Regions from separate parts of the Mus musculus genome. Here region 1 is linked to region 2. A link is a contact called in public HiChIP or PLAC-seq data. All regions are on one chromosome and are shown on one strand. Each heading gives the region's core, a stretch centred on a gene start, on an enhancer-like site or on the middle of the called end of the contact. The rest is flanking DNA. Distances are from core to core; before and after follow the strand shown. Region 1 has its middle 24 kb from the start of Gm40948. Region 2 has its middle 6.1 kb from the start of Sema4d.

What was found. HiChIP or PLAC-seq counts read pairs in DNA pulled down with a chosen protein or histone mark.
Region 1: a contact with region 2 is called in a CTCF HiChIP or PLAC-seq map of CD8 T cells, with 6 read pairs. The contact joins two enhancer-like sites. A contact is called at or near these places in 1 of 39 promoter capture datasets (erythroid cells), 1 of 15 datasets of contacts at CTCF or cohesin (CD8 T cells) and 2 of 115 datasets of contacts at active chromatin or transcription factors (CD8 T cells and memory CD8 T cells).

Annotation. Positions count from the first base shown.
Region 1 is chr13:52,056,163-52,063,012 of GRCm38.p6, forward strand. No RefSeq gene overlaps it. Among named protein-coding and RNA genes, the nearest start is that of Gm40948, 24 kb to the right of the region's middle. Within about 2 kb of position 4,534, at least 114 of the 459 cell types and tissues checked have an H3K27ac peak or open chromatin away from gene starts, as enhancers often do. A contact at or near this core is called in CD8 T cells and memory CD8 T cells, where this site is marked.
Region 2 is chr13:51,796,485-51,803,049 of GRCm38.p6, forward strand. No RefSeq gene overlaps it. Among named protein-coding and RNA genes, the nearest start is that of Sema4d, 6.1 kb to the left of the region's middle. Within about 2 kb of position 4,722, at least 77 of the 459 cell types and tissues checked have an H3K27ac peak or open chromatin away from gene starts, as enhancers often do. A contact at or near this core is called in CD8 T cells and memory CD8 T cells, where this site is marked.

The DNA.
Region 1 (6,850 bases), core at 3,284-5,783, 260 kb after region 2:
GGGGCTGATGGGCAGGAGAGTCCTCACGCTGCCCTAGTGATACAGGCTCACTCAGCTCAGAAACAGAGGGCTGCTGGGGTATTCACCTTCCCCCCTCTGCAGCCTCTAGGAGCCCTGCCACAAAGATACAACAGCACCAGATGAGAGGAGCCACTTGGCCACCGGGCGGAAGCAATCCCTCTGCCAACAAGTAGCTGTCATGCTGATTTTTGTAAGCTCAAAGTAAACTAAAGACAGATTTCACTAGCTCTGAGGACCCAGGGGTTTATCTGTTACAGCAGCTTCTGTGACCCAGACTAACGCTGCAGCCCAACACAAATAAAGACAGAAAACACGACAGAGCTGAGCTGAACGATAGATTGATGGCTGGGGTGACAAACCCAGTCAGTAGGGCATTGGTGAGAAGACGAAAGGAGGGCTCAGAGTGGTACCCAGAACCGGAAGGAACTGGCAGTGTTCCGTATCAGAGGCTATAAAAGCAGAGAGGGTGTAGGGGGGGCCCTGGAGCTGGAGAAAGGCAGGTGGTGGTCCAGCCCAGGGCCTGGGTAACACAAAGTCTAAAGTTGATTTTGTTTAAAATGCAATGAGATTCCAAGGATGGTGTGATGAAAGAGTGGTGTGTGTATGGGATGAATTAAGTGCAAGTTGGAAATGCCCGGGCCTGACCATGGGGGGGGGGAGATTGCAGGGTGATGAGGAGGTAGCCCTGTCTGGAGATGAGACACGGAAGACTAGAAAGCTGCTGCCAAGACTCACCAGAGGGTTCGAAGGGATGGGTCATCCCCAAGCAGCTAAGGCCAATGAATTGGACGAGTTATTGGCTTACGTCAGGGGACTACCGCTGTCTGCGTTTGCTTCCTGAAATTAAAACACTGTCTATAAAGCTCACCTGGGGCAGCTGCCTGCTGCTCTGAGTTGGATATTAGCAAGTGTGTCTATGGGTTTGATTTGAATTTTATTGTGTTGGAAGAGTCAAAGCCCTTCATCAGAAAAAAAAAATATTTTGGCTTTACAGTTGGTTAGCAATTGTAAACATGTGCCCAGTCTTTACCTGGTGTTGCTGTGTTGTGCACATTTAAGTCCCAGTCCAGTGTGGACAGTGTTGATATGGGAAGACATGATGCTCTGTTTATAAAAGGGATTTATTGAACTTGTCTCATGTTGACAGACACCCCCGAGGATCCTGTGAGTGCTGGTGTGGATCCACAAAGCTGTGCCTGCTCCCCTTTAGTCCTGTGTGTGGAGCGGAGGGGATGCTCCTGAGAAGTGTGTGTCTCTGGCCCAGCTCTGCCTCTCCATCAGCCACACACATTGTAAGGTGGCCGCTTCTCGGAAGGAGCCGTGATCCTTGGCATTGGTTACACTCGATTCCGACTTAGGGAGTGTCCTGGTTAGCTTTAACTGTCAACTTGACACAGCCTAAGTCATCTGAGAGGAAAACCTCGGCTGAAGAATCCCTAGGTCAGACTGACCTGTGTGCACATCTGTGGAGCATTGTATTACTTATTAACTGATGTGGGAGGGCTTGGCCTGCTGTAGGTGGTACCATTTCGGAGGCAGGCAGACTCGGGATGGTTGAGAAGAAGCCTCGTCAAGCATGTGCTGTTGGTCCAGCATGTGCTATGGAGCCGGTCAGGTCAGCCAGCAATGCCCCTCCATGGCTCCTGCCTCCAAGTGTCTGCTTTGTGACCTGGAAGTGTAAACCAAATAAATCCTTTTCTCAAGTTCTCTTAGTCAAAGTGTTTTATCCCAGTAACAGAATGATACTCAAACAGGTGATGAACCTGGTATTTCTACTCTCTTGGTTTGAGGGCGGCTTGGGCATCGAAGGTGACCGACATGGAGCGGGCAGAGTGGATTGGAGATTACAGATATGGACTATCGCATCTAGCTAGGGAAGGATCTTTATCTTTTCTACCTCTTTTCGGGATCTATACTCCAGGGAGGCTTGGCACAGATCATCCCTAGAGCACAGCTTCTCAAAACGTGGCGCAGAATCGCAGAAGCGACAGCGACAGCGACAGCGACAGCTTCTGGCTCCATTCAGACCCAGCAGGTCAGAAATCTGGGTCTAAGCTAGCTCTGCAGGGCTGCTTCTGTGCAGACAAAGGCTTGAGCATGGCTGGCCTAGAACTGCTCCCGTCTTCCTCACTCTTGAAGAATTGTTTCTTGGACGTCAACAGAGAACAGCTCCGTGCAAGGCTATACAATGTAGCCCCCACCTTGCACGCAGCCCCATGGCTTCTGAGGAAAGTAGGCAGTGGCCAGTCCCTCACAGTATGGAGTTTGGGCAGTGGCTCAGCAGAGCTGACAGGGGTAGAACAGTTGAACGAACGGAAGGAGAACGAATGGAAGGATGCACTTCCCAATGCCTGCTACACCCCAGGCTTCTGAGGAGGGGTGCATTGACCACGGCTGCTGCGTTCTTCTGTTTCCTGCAGGTTCTTCGAAGTACTCCCGAGGTCCCAATTCACCGCCAGGCAGGTTTAGGCAGGGGCCATGGGAGAGTGTAAGAGGATGTGCTGTCTGAGCAGAGGCCTGAAGTGATTAGGGAGGGGCAGAGCTGGTCAGAGGCAGGCAGCCTGTTTCCCATCAGCCCCCTGGTCACAGGTGAAGGTGAACAGTCTCTGTCTGCAGTGCGCCACCTGGCAAAGCCCTTTCAAGTTACAAATCTGGAAGGGGCCGGGCTCCTTACCCAATGACAGGTTTTTATGGGAGACTTGGTGTGAATGCATAACTTTCCCATGGGCCTAGCCCATGTCGTCTGTGAATCTGAACTCGTGTCCAAGGATTGTTAATACACATAGAACACTTGATAAGCTTGGTGCATCTCATACCAACGTTCAGAGTTCTAAAAACCCACACAGAAAAAAAAAAGAGCTTTGAGGACTGGGATACCAGGCAGGGGTTAGGTTTCACATGGCTTTCACATTTCTGAGCACAGAAGATTGTCTGTGACACATGTAGGGAGCCCTTTATCTCCCAGGGACTCCCACTGTGTGAGTCAAAAGATCTGAGCCAGTGCAATAGTACACACCTTTAACCCCAGCACTCAGACAGATCTCTGAGGCTCAAGGCCAGCCTGGTCTCCATAACCAGTTCCAGGGCCAGGGCAGGCAGGGCTGCAGCGTGAGACCCCGAGAAGCTGCCTTCCTTCTCTCTAGATCTTTTTGGTATGGATGGACATATATGTGTTCATGTGGATGTGTGCATGTGTGCGCGTGCACACACACACACACACACACACACATGTAGGCTGGAAGTAGATAGCAAGGGTCTCCTGTAATTGTTCTGAATCTCTTTTTTTGTTGTTGTTTTTGTTTTTGTTTGTTTGTTTGTTTGTTTTTTGAGACAGGGTTCCTCAGTATAGCCCTGGCTGTCCTGGAACTCACTTTGTAGACCAGGCTGGCCTCGAACTCAGAAATCTGCCTGCCTCTGCCTCCCGAGTGCTGGGATCAAAGGCGTGTGCCACCATGCCCAGCTTGTTCTGAACCTCTTAACTCATCAATTAGGCTGGGATGGCTAGCCAGCAAGCTCCAAGAATCCATCCTTACCTCTTCAAATCCTGGGACTACAGGTATGCATGCCCTGTGCCCAGTTTTTTATGTGGATGGTGGAGATCTGAACTGAGACTCTCATGTCTTTGTGGTCTATTGTTGTCCTCACTGCTATGACAAAACTCTTAACCGGAGCTACTTAGTAAGGTAAAAAAGCGTCTATGTTGGCTTATGATCTGAATGCAGAGTGCACGCATGCGCGCCTGCGTGCTTGCGTGCGTGCGTGCGTGTGTGCCCTGAGAAACAGCTCACGTTGCATCAACAATCAGGAAGTTACAGGGCGAGCATGCTGCTGCGACTTATTTTCTGTTCTGTTCTCCTCTTCATTCAGCCTGGGACCCCACCCCAGGAAATGGTGCTACCCACATTTAGGGTGACTCTTCCACCACACGAGGCAAGAATTTTATCCACGGAGCTGTATCTTCAGCCCTGAGAACACACATCCCTCACAACTTACAGTGCCACTCCTGGCACAGAGTCCGGGCTTTGAGGATGACTGTACTAAGGAAAAGGATGAGGGGTCACATGGCGTGAGGCCCTCCCGTGGTGAGCGGGGGATGCCTGTGACCTTTTGTGGCTGCAGGGCACCTGGGTCTGGATTGTTTATACTTGTGAGCTTCAAGGTTTACAAGTAGCCATGTGGGGTGAACTTGACCCCCACGCACCGGAAGAACTTGAGGGCATAAACAGCAAAGCGTCCATTTCCTGGACATCCCCTCCCTGCCCACTCCAGGTTCAGCAACAGTGCAGCCACCTGGCTGCTCCCAGAGGCTTCCTCCTGCTTTATGACCCACTTTTATGGATCTGGTCACAGCAGCTCCATCCTCGGAGCTGAAACGGCTTTCCCTCACGTGACCTGCCCCCGCCAGTAGTCTGTACTCTGGACCTTCCTGCCTTTGATGGCAATTAGGATAGAATGTGAGCACGGTTGCCTCTAAAAACCCGACGTTAATAATTCTCCAGGGTGGAAGGAAGCCAGGCTCTGCATCCCCAGGAGGGTTGACTTCGGATTAGACGACCTCTGAAATGGGGCAGAGAGCCTCTGGGAGCATCTGAACCTTGGCAGGGTTTCCGTGTGCTTTGCTTCTGTCTTTCCTGGAATAGTGTTACCATGGCAAGGGGCCTGTGCAGCTTCTGGGAAGATAGCAGAGGCTTCCTGGTATCATCTGCCTGCAGGAAATAGTCAAGACTGGATATTGGGATGCTGGGGCTAGATTCCCACCCTTCGGAAGATCTGACGCCGCTCCCCCCCCCCCCCCAGATACTGGATTGTTGTGCTCATCAACAAGGCAGGGGTTGGGGTGGGATGGGTGCTCAGGACTATCTTGGTAACATTTGGGCCATTCATACCGGAAGCTCATGCACACACAGTAGCTCCCTGTCTTAGTTAGGGTTTTACTGCAGTGTACAGACACCATGACCAAGGCAACTCTTATAAGGAAGACATTTAATTGGGGCTGGCTTATAGGTTCAGAGGTTCAGTCCAGTATCATCAAGGCAGGAACATGGAGACATCCAGGCAGGCATGGTGCGGGAGGAGCTGAGAGTTCTACATGTTCATCTGAAGACTGCTAGCAGAATACTGGTTTCCAGGCAGCTAGGATGAGGGTGTTTTAGCCCACACTCACAGTGACACACCTACTCCGATAGGGCCACACCTTCTAATAGTGCCACTCTCTGGGCCGAGCATATACAAACCATCGCACTCCCCGTACACCAGATCATCTAACTGATGAAAGCCTTGTAGGCATCCTAAGGGAAGTCCTCTGGCCTCTTGACTCTGGCCAGTAGAAGTTTGAATTGCTGTAGGCTCAGCCTGGAGCTCCTATCCCTAGTGCATTCTTGTTCACCACCTCTGCCCTGGCTCTATATGGCCTCTGACTCTCAGTTCCTCTTCCTGCTAGCCTGTGGGATAAACCTCCATGTGGCCCTCCTTGAGCTGCAGGGTTTGCAGGGCTTGACTACAGGAAGTGCTGGGGTGTCACTGTCCTCCTGTGGTGTTCCTGTAGGAAGGGGCTGAGGCCTTGGCTAATGGTTATAATTTTGCAGTATCAGTTCCCACTGTCAGTGCCTGGGAGTCTTTTTATTTGAGGCTAAGGGACAGCTGTGTCTGGGACCTGTGAGGACAAGGAGAGGCTGAGAGATCCTTAGAGGAGACCACGACCAAGGCAACTCTTATAAAATGAGGCATTTAATTGGGGGCTTGCTTACAGCTGCAGATGTTTAGTCCATTATCAGCATGCCAGCAAGCATGGCACCATAGAAGCAGGGGCGGGGCCGGAGAAGGAGTTGAGAGCTACGTTCTGATCTACCAGTCAGATAGGGAGACTCTGGCTTGGTGTGGACTTTTTGAAACCTCAAAGCCCATCCCTAGTGACACACTTCCTCCAACAAAGCCACACCCCCTAATTCTTTCAAATAGTGCCCTGCCCTGGTGACTAAGCATTCAAATAGATGAGTCTATGGGGACCATTCTTATTCAAACCACCACAGATATAAACTGAAGAAAAGTAAATGGGGGCGGGGATACCCCTTAAGACCTTCACTAAAGATTCCAGGTAATATCCCCAGGAGCCACAGAATGGAGTGAGCTGGTGGGGAGAGGCAGCCCAGGGGTGCATGAAGAAGATGACTCTATATGATGATATTTAGGTCCAATAAGATGAAGGTCCCATGGCCCTAGAAACTTTCTTGTCTCCAGAAATCAAGACTGGAGGACAGAGTTCTGGAAGACTACAAGAGCATCTTGAATTCCAAAGTGTCTTCTCAAACATGCAAGCTTCCACGTGGAGAAGGAGGAATGGCTACCAGCATAGTGTGTGGCCTTGGGTACTGGAACGGATGACTGCTCATGGGATTCTCCTCTGAAGTGTCTATGTAGTGAACTCCCGTCTGCATAGATGTTAGGACTCAGGGAGGACAGGGCCATCTCCAGGGGTGGGAAGAATTTTCACAGTAAGGAACTGAGAATATTCACTTCAAGGCATAGCCTCACACCCACTCTCTGCCTGGTCTCTTTTTTTAACTCCAGAGTGCAAGGGCAGGTGTCAGGTGCAAGGGCAGGTGTCTGCTACAAGGGCAGGTGTCAGGTGCAAGGGCATCAGAGATTGAAAGTGAAGCACTAGGTCCTATCTTCACTGGGATAATTACTTTCCTGTATACTGATGAGTGAACATGTGGTATATTTACACAGCAGAATACCACTCAGCTGTTAAGACACATAAAATTATGATAATTCTCAGATAAATGGAGGGGGCTTGAAACACTCATTCTGAGTGAGGTAACCTGAACTC
Region 2 (6,565 bases), core at 3,472-5,971:
TGGCCTCGAACTCAGAAATCCACCTGCCTCTGCCTCCCGAGTGCTGGGATTAAAGGCGTGTGCCACCACTGCCCAGTTTAAGATTTTAAGTATATGCATGTTTGTTTTGCCTGCATGTATATGTGTCCACCACATGCATGTAGAACCTGCAGAGACTAACAGAGACTGTTAGGCTTCCTGGAGCTAGAGTTTTACAGGTGCTTGTGAATGTTCTCCATGGAGGCTGGGAACCAAACCCTTCGCAAGAGCAGCAAGTGCTTACCCACTGAGCCGTCTCTCCAGCCAACGTTGTATCGTTGTCTTGATTATAAGTTTATGATCACAAAATGAACCCAAGGCTGCCTGCCTCCACTCTGACTAGCTTACCCTCCCCTCTAGCTAGCTTCAAGCATACTCTTTGCCCAGAAATGTCGAGTTCTTAGAGATTTATATACTTTTCTACATCTTTCTATGAGAATACTGGCGTCCTCTCCGTCCAGCTGAGCAAGCTAACTCCAGAGATAAGGTTTGAATCTCAAGGGAGAAAGACTCCCAAGTGTGATAGCTTCAGTGGACTTGGCTTTGGACTATCCCCTGAGCAGATATGCAGAGCCCTGGGGCTCCAGGCGTCTACATCACCATGTGAAGTAGGAGGTACCCAAGGCTGGCTGGAGGCTGAATCCAGGCATCTAAGTGGGGCACTCCCATGCCAGGAGAACAGGGCAGCATGGCTACCCAGGGTTGTTTCACTGAACAGAGACATACCTATCCACCTGCAGTGGTTGGCATCTGCCTCAGGAAATATAAGATGTCTATGTCTGGATGTGGGTGCATGTCCTATGTATGGTGGCCCGAGGACAATCTTGAGTGTCATTCCTTAGGCACCATCCATCTTTATTTTGTTGCTGTTTATGATAGGGTCTCTTACTGGCTTGTAGCTTTCAGAGTAGTCTGTCTGTCTGTCTGTCTGTCTGTCTGCCTGCCTGCCTGCCTGCCTAGCTGGATGGCTGGTTGGCTGGTGAGTCCCCAAAACTCCTTAAGGAATTCACCTGTCTCTGCTTCCACAGCCTGGGATTACAACCACACCAGCTTGGTTATTGTTCTTAACATGGATTCTAGGGGTAGAAGCCTGATTTCTCTGCTTGTCACGTAAGCACGGTGTCTCCCTGGTCCCCGGGAGATGTCTTCTGGATGTGATACGCAGCATGAGACAGCATGTAAGTTATTTTACCTCCAAGGTAGCTGCCACCCCCATCCTGTCCATGTTTCTTCCCCTCACAACCTCAGGATCTACCTTACCTGAGGAGCCTCCCCAAGCTAAGTGTCCGTCATCCCTGGGTGCCCTCGGAGGCCTCCGGATGCTCCTGGTGCCTTCCTGGGCCCCTCGTCCTCCCCGCAAGCCATGAAGGACTCTTCCCTAAAGCGTGCCCTGGGAATCTCAGAGCTGCCCTGGCAACAGAGTGTAAGGAGGACCGGGGGAGCTGCTTGCCCTTGACAGCACTGCTGGTTCCCTCTCCCTGCATCTCAGCTGTCAAGCCAGAGTGCTAACTGCATCGGCTTCAGGCCTATAATCTAGCCCTCAGCAGGCTCTTACTGTCGTACTTCCCACCTCCCTGAGCACACAGCACAAAGCTGCTCTTTCTCATCTTCCAAAGAGGCTGTGTCTTGCTTCAGTGCAACCACGGGAGAACTGACTCAGTGACTGTGGCAAAGACGGGGGACAGGAGAGGAGACTCTCACGCAAACCCACCTCAGCTTAGTTAGCATCGCCCTTTTTGACCTTCAAGGTGAAGCTGCCACCAGCTGCCAGAGCCATGGGACCTCCCTGTCCCCCACCCCCCTTTGTCTATTGTCTGATACCTATTGTCACTTCCTCCCAAGATACTCAACAGAACTAAGTGTTCCCCAACTCTACTCAGCAGCTAGGATGTTACCCCAATATCTCTCACCACCAGTTGGAGCTTACCTACATCAGCTTCCACTGAAATTTCTTCTGGGTGTTTTCCTCTCTTCTCTGAGCTATGCTTGGTGTTTCTTGGTGGTGGCATCTCAAGGCTCAAGGGAAACCATTATCTAAATGTTGCTAAGTGTGGTCTCTTCACTTCCTCAGAGCAGCAGGACCAGAAAGTCCCTGTTCTGAGATCACAATAACTACCCAATGTTCTAGGCCTGATGGCAACTGACATATGGAAACCGCTATGATTTCCACTGGTTAACATTAAACATTAAACATGTGACAGATGTGACTGTCTATGGTTTTGTGTCTGTGTGGATCCTAGGAAGAAAGCTTTCCTCTGAGAAAGAATATTTATTCAATTTTGTAAACCTATCTGTTTATTCTTTGACAATTCCTTATACAATCTCAGTCATTCCCACCACTGCCTCCTGCCTCCTGTTCCTTCTAGACAGCTCCCCTCTTCACCCGGCCCCCAGTCCAATTAGTACTACCAACTAGGATTTTGACCAGCCTTGTTGACTTAGTTTAGTACAGGTCTTGTGCAGACCTCTAGAGCCACAGTCACTTCAGGAGCACAATGTCACATGCACCCTTTCATGGCTGTAGTCCCTAGCCTCTGGATCCTACATTCTTTCTGCACCTTCTCCTACCACGTTCTCCCAGTCTCCCGGTAGGGTACTTGTTTTCTAAAACTTTTCTGCTTAGGCCTACAGTGTGGCCGAATCCTGCCACTAGGTACAGATACAGAGCAACACCTGGGTTACTTTTTTCTAAAGGAGGTGGCAAGGGCGGCGACAGGAGGTGGGGAGGGGTGTCTTTGACCTCCAGCTTCTCACATAATACTTGTATGGCTTTTCCCTCAAACAGGAATCTTGGCCATAGGCAGTGGTCATTTTGTAGCATCTGCTGCCATCCAAAGTCTCCCAGGTGCAGTCAGGTCCCCACTGTTAGGGCTTCTCCCTTCTTCTCTCTCGCTTCTTCCTCTAGTCCGTTCCGGTTCTGTTTAGAGGCTGACCTGCTCAAGGCCACTGGCACCCAAGTCCAACCTGTGGACCACTCAGGCTTCTTCAGAGTTACAAGACTCTTGACATGAGGAAAGCGTGGGGTCCTCACTCGCCGGGCAAGTATGTAACCAGCTAGAAGCCATTTATACTGAGGAAGGGGGGCTGGAGAGATGGCTCAATGGTTAAGAGCCACCCAAAGGTCCTGAGTTGAAATCCCAGCAACCACATGGTGGCTCACGACCATCTGTAATAGGATCTGATGCCCTCTTCTGGTGTGTCTGAAGACAGCTACAGTGTACTTAAAAATAATAATAAATAAACCTTTGGGCCAGAGCGAGCTGGGCAAAGGGACTGGAGCGAACAGAGGTCCTAAATTCCCAGCATGATGGCTCACAACTGTTTGTACAGTTACAGTGTACTCATATACTAAAATAAATCAATCAATCTATACTGAGGAAGGGAGATAATCATGCAATAATGATGAGTACACTGTAGCTCCCTTCCCCCCACCCCCTGCTGTTACAGAGATAGCGGGAACATACTCACGGATCAGAATATCTGAAATTAAGCAGCTCGTGCCTCTATGACCCCAGCACTTGGGAAGCTGAATCATCATGAGTTCGTGGCCAGCCTGAACTATAGACTGAAACCAGGTCTCAAAAAAAAAAAATATGTTAAAAACTAAAATTTCCCTCCCCAGCACTGGCAAGCACGTGGAACAGCTAAGACTCATCTTTGCTTTGGGCGTGGAATGATGTAAGCGCTCTGCAAAGCCACCAGCAACAGCTCTCTGTGGGTCGGCCTTCTAACATCATCAGAAAACACTGCCACACCACGAGAGAGCACAGGAAAGCACATCTGCCAGAGAAAGATGATGGTAATAAAGAACGACCTGTCTGACTCTCAGTATCTCAACGGAAGGCTTGCTCCAGGCTCCAGGGTTTTGGTTGTTATAGAAAATATCAAAAATCCTGCCAGGGGGCTGGAGCTGTCTTCACAGTTAAGATCCCTCACCGCTCTTCCTGAGGACCCATCTCAGCACCCACATCCGGTGATTCACAACCACCTGTAACTTTGACTCCAGGGCTCCGACATCTTCTGAACTGCACGGACACACGCACATACCCTTCCCCGCACACAGAATAAAAAAATAAAAGAAATCTTTGAGCTGCTTGGGTGATAATTCAATCCAAGAAGTGGAAGTTCAATTTCCCCAAACCCATGTTTAAAAAGAACAGAAATAAAATATAAAAAGCACAGGGTTGTAATTCCAGGGTTGTGGAGGTGTTTGGAGCTTGATGGCCAGTCAGCCTAGTCCACTAAGCAACTTCCAGGTCTGTGAGAGACCCTGTCTTGAAAACTGAGGCAGATGGTAGCTGGTGAATTATCCTCTTGGCTTCCACAGGCAGTATGTGCACATGTACACATTCACACACACTCTCTCTCTCTCTCTCTCTCTCTCTCTCTCTCTCTTCTGGTTGGAAGACACTGCCCCAAGCTGACCTCTGCCCCCAGCAATACAAAGGCTGCAGTTGTCTGTCCAGTACAAACACTGCGTGTAGGGTCGTGCTGCCACGTGTGATTACAGTGCCATTTGAAGAGGACATTTCTTTGAAGAGAAATGTGGAAGGCCTCAGTGTCTTCTTCACAGCCTGTGGTTTCTGTCTGTGACTCCCGTGGGGGCTGGGCGGTCTTTCCTGCCAGAATCTGCAAACTCTGCCAGCCTCTGTGCTTGAAAGCCAGCCGCTCTTCAATCAAGACTCTTCACACACGTGATCAGATACAGTAGAGGAAATGACATGCTTCCAGTGAAAGCACCACATGCCAGGGTAGGATGATGGCTCTGTCCGTAAGGCACTTGTGCTACAAGCATACGGACCTAAGTGCAAGTTTCAGAAGTCACGTAAAAAGCTAAGCGTGGGGGGTGCATGCCATATTAGAGGAACAGATCAGGACTAATAGAGTGAATATGTATAACTGTATATCTAAATCGTATATGTATCTGTTATATATGTGTATACGTGTATTTATGTATGTATGTATGTATATGTATTTACTTTTATATAAGAATTATTTATTATATGTATTTATATATAAATTATGTATACTGTGATGGTTTGTATATGCTGGCCCAGATAGTGGCACTGTTGGGAGGTGTAGCCTTGTTGGAGTAGGTGTGGGCTTTAATACCTTTGTCCTAACTTCCTGGGAGCCAGGATTCTGCTAGCAGCCTTCAGATGAAGATGTAGAACTCTCAGTTCCTTCTGCACCGTGCCTGCCTGGATGCTGCCATGTTCCCACCTTGATGATAATGGACTGAACTTCTGAACCTGTAAGCCAGCCCCAGTTAAATGTTGTCCTTATAAGAGTTGCTTTGGTCATGGTGTCTATTCACAGCAGTAAAACCCTAACTAAGATATATATATATATATATATATATATATATATATATATATATATATATATAATTAGAGTGGCTTACAGGATGTGATCCAGCTAGTCCAACAATGGCTGTCTACCAACAGAAAGTCCAAGAGTCTAGTAGTAGTTTACTGAATGAAACAGGATATCTCAGCTGCTCTTCAGTTTACACCAGAATCCCAAGAAGTGGTCAGTGAAGGAATGGAGTTGCCAATAAAGGAAAGCAAACAAAGGGAGAGCAAAAGCTTCCTTCTTCCATGTCCTTTACAGAGGTCACCACAAGAAACTGTGGCCCAGATTAAAGGTGGATCTTCCCACCTCAAAGATCCGGATAAAAGGTGGTTTCTTAACTCTTCAAATGAATTAAGAAAAAACCCCTCACAGGTGTATCCAGCCTCTTAGGTTTTAGTTAATTCCAGATGTGGCCAGGTTAACAAGAATCACAGCTGTCACACGTGTTTATAATCCCAGTCCTGGGATGTCAGACAGAGACAGGCAGATCCCAGAGGATCAGAGCCTAATTGTTGAGTTGCAGGTCAATGAGAGACACTGTCTCAAAAAGATGGTGGCTGCCTCTGGGTTCCGGTGGGACCCACTGGGACAGTTAGACTCACCAGGAAGCTTCGAAGCTAAGGGCGAATGGGGTGTGTGTCTGCATGTGTCTGGAAGCTACAGTCGCCCAGGGATTTGATTCTCAAGTAGCTTGGGTTTTTTTGAACCAGGGTCTCCCAGTGGCCTGGAGCTCACTGAATGGCCAGGCTTGGCTGGCTGACTAGCAAGTTCTGAGAATCTGCCTGTCTCCTCTGTTATAGTTCTGGGAACTGAAGTGCACTACTGTGCCCAGATGTTTGTTTGTTTGTTTATTCTACGTAAGTTCTGGGGATTGAAGCCAGATCCCCTCGCTTACGTGGCTCGTTATCAATGGAAGTATATCTTCTCTCTAGTGTTCCAAGATTTTAAAATACGGGCTTCTCAGCTTGTTTCCTTGGTTCTTGTGTGTTCTTTAGACATGACACAGATGGCCTTGTTCCTGTTGTGTTATAATTACATTAATTAAACATCCCTAATACTACTTAATGACTAAAGGCGTGTACCTGCCAGGTGAAACTGGAGGTCTGTTTATTTGACTGTAAACCTCAATCATACTTTTAACAAGATGTGTCTCAGGCTCCAGGCTGGGACAAGCCAAGAGAGACAGCCTCTG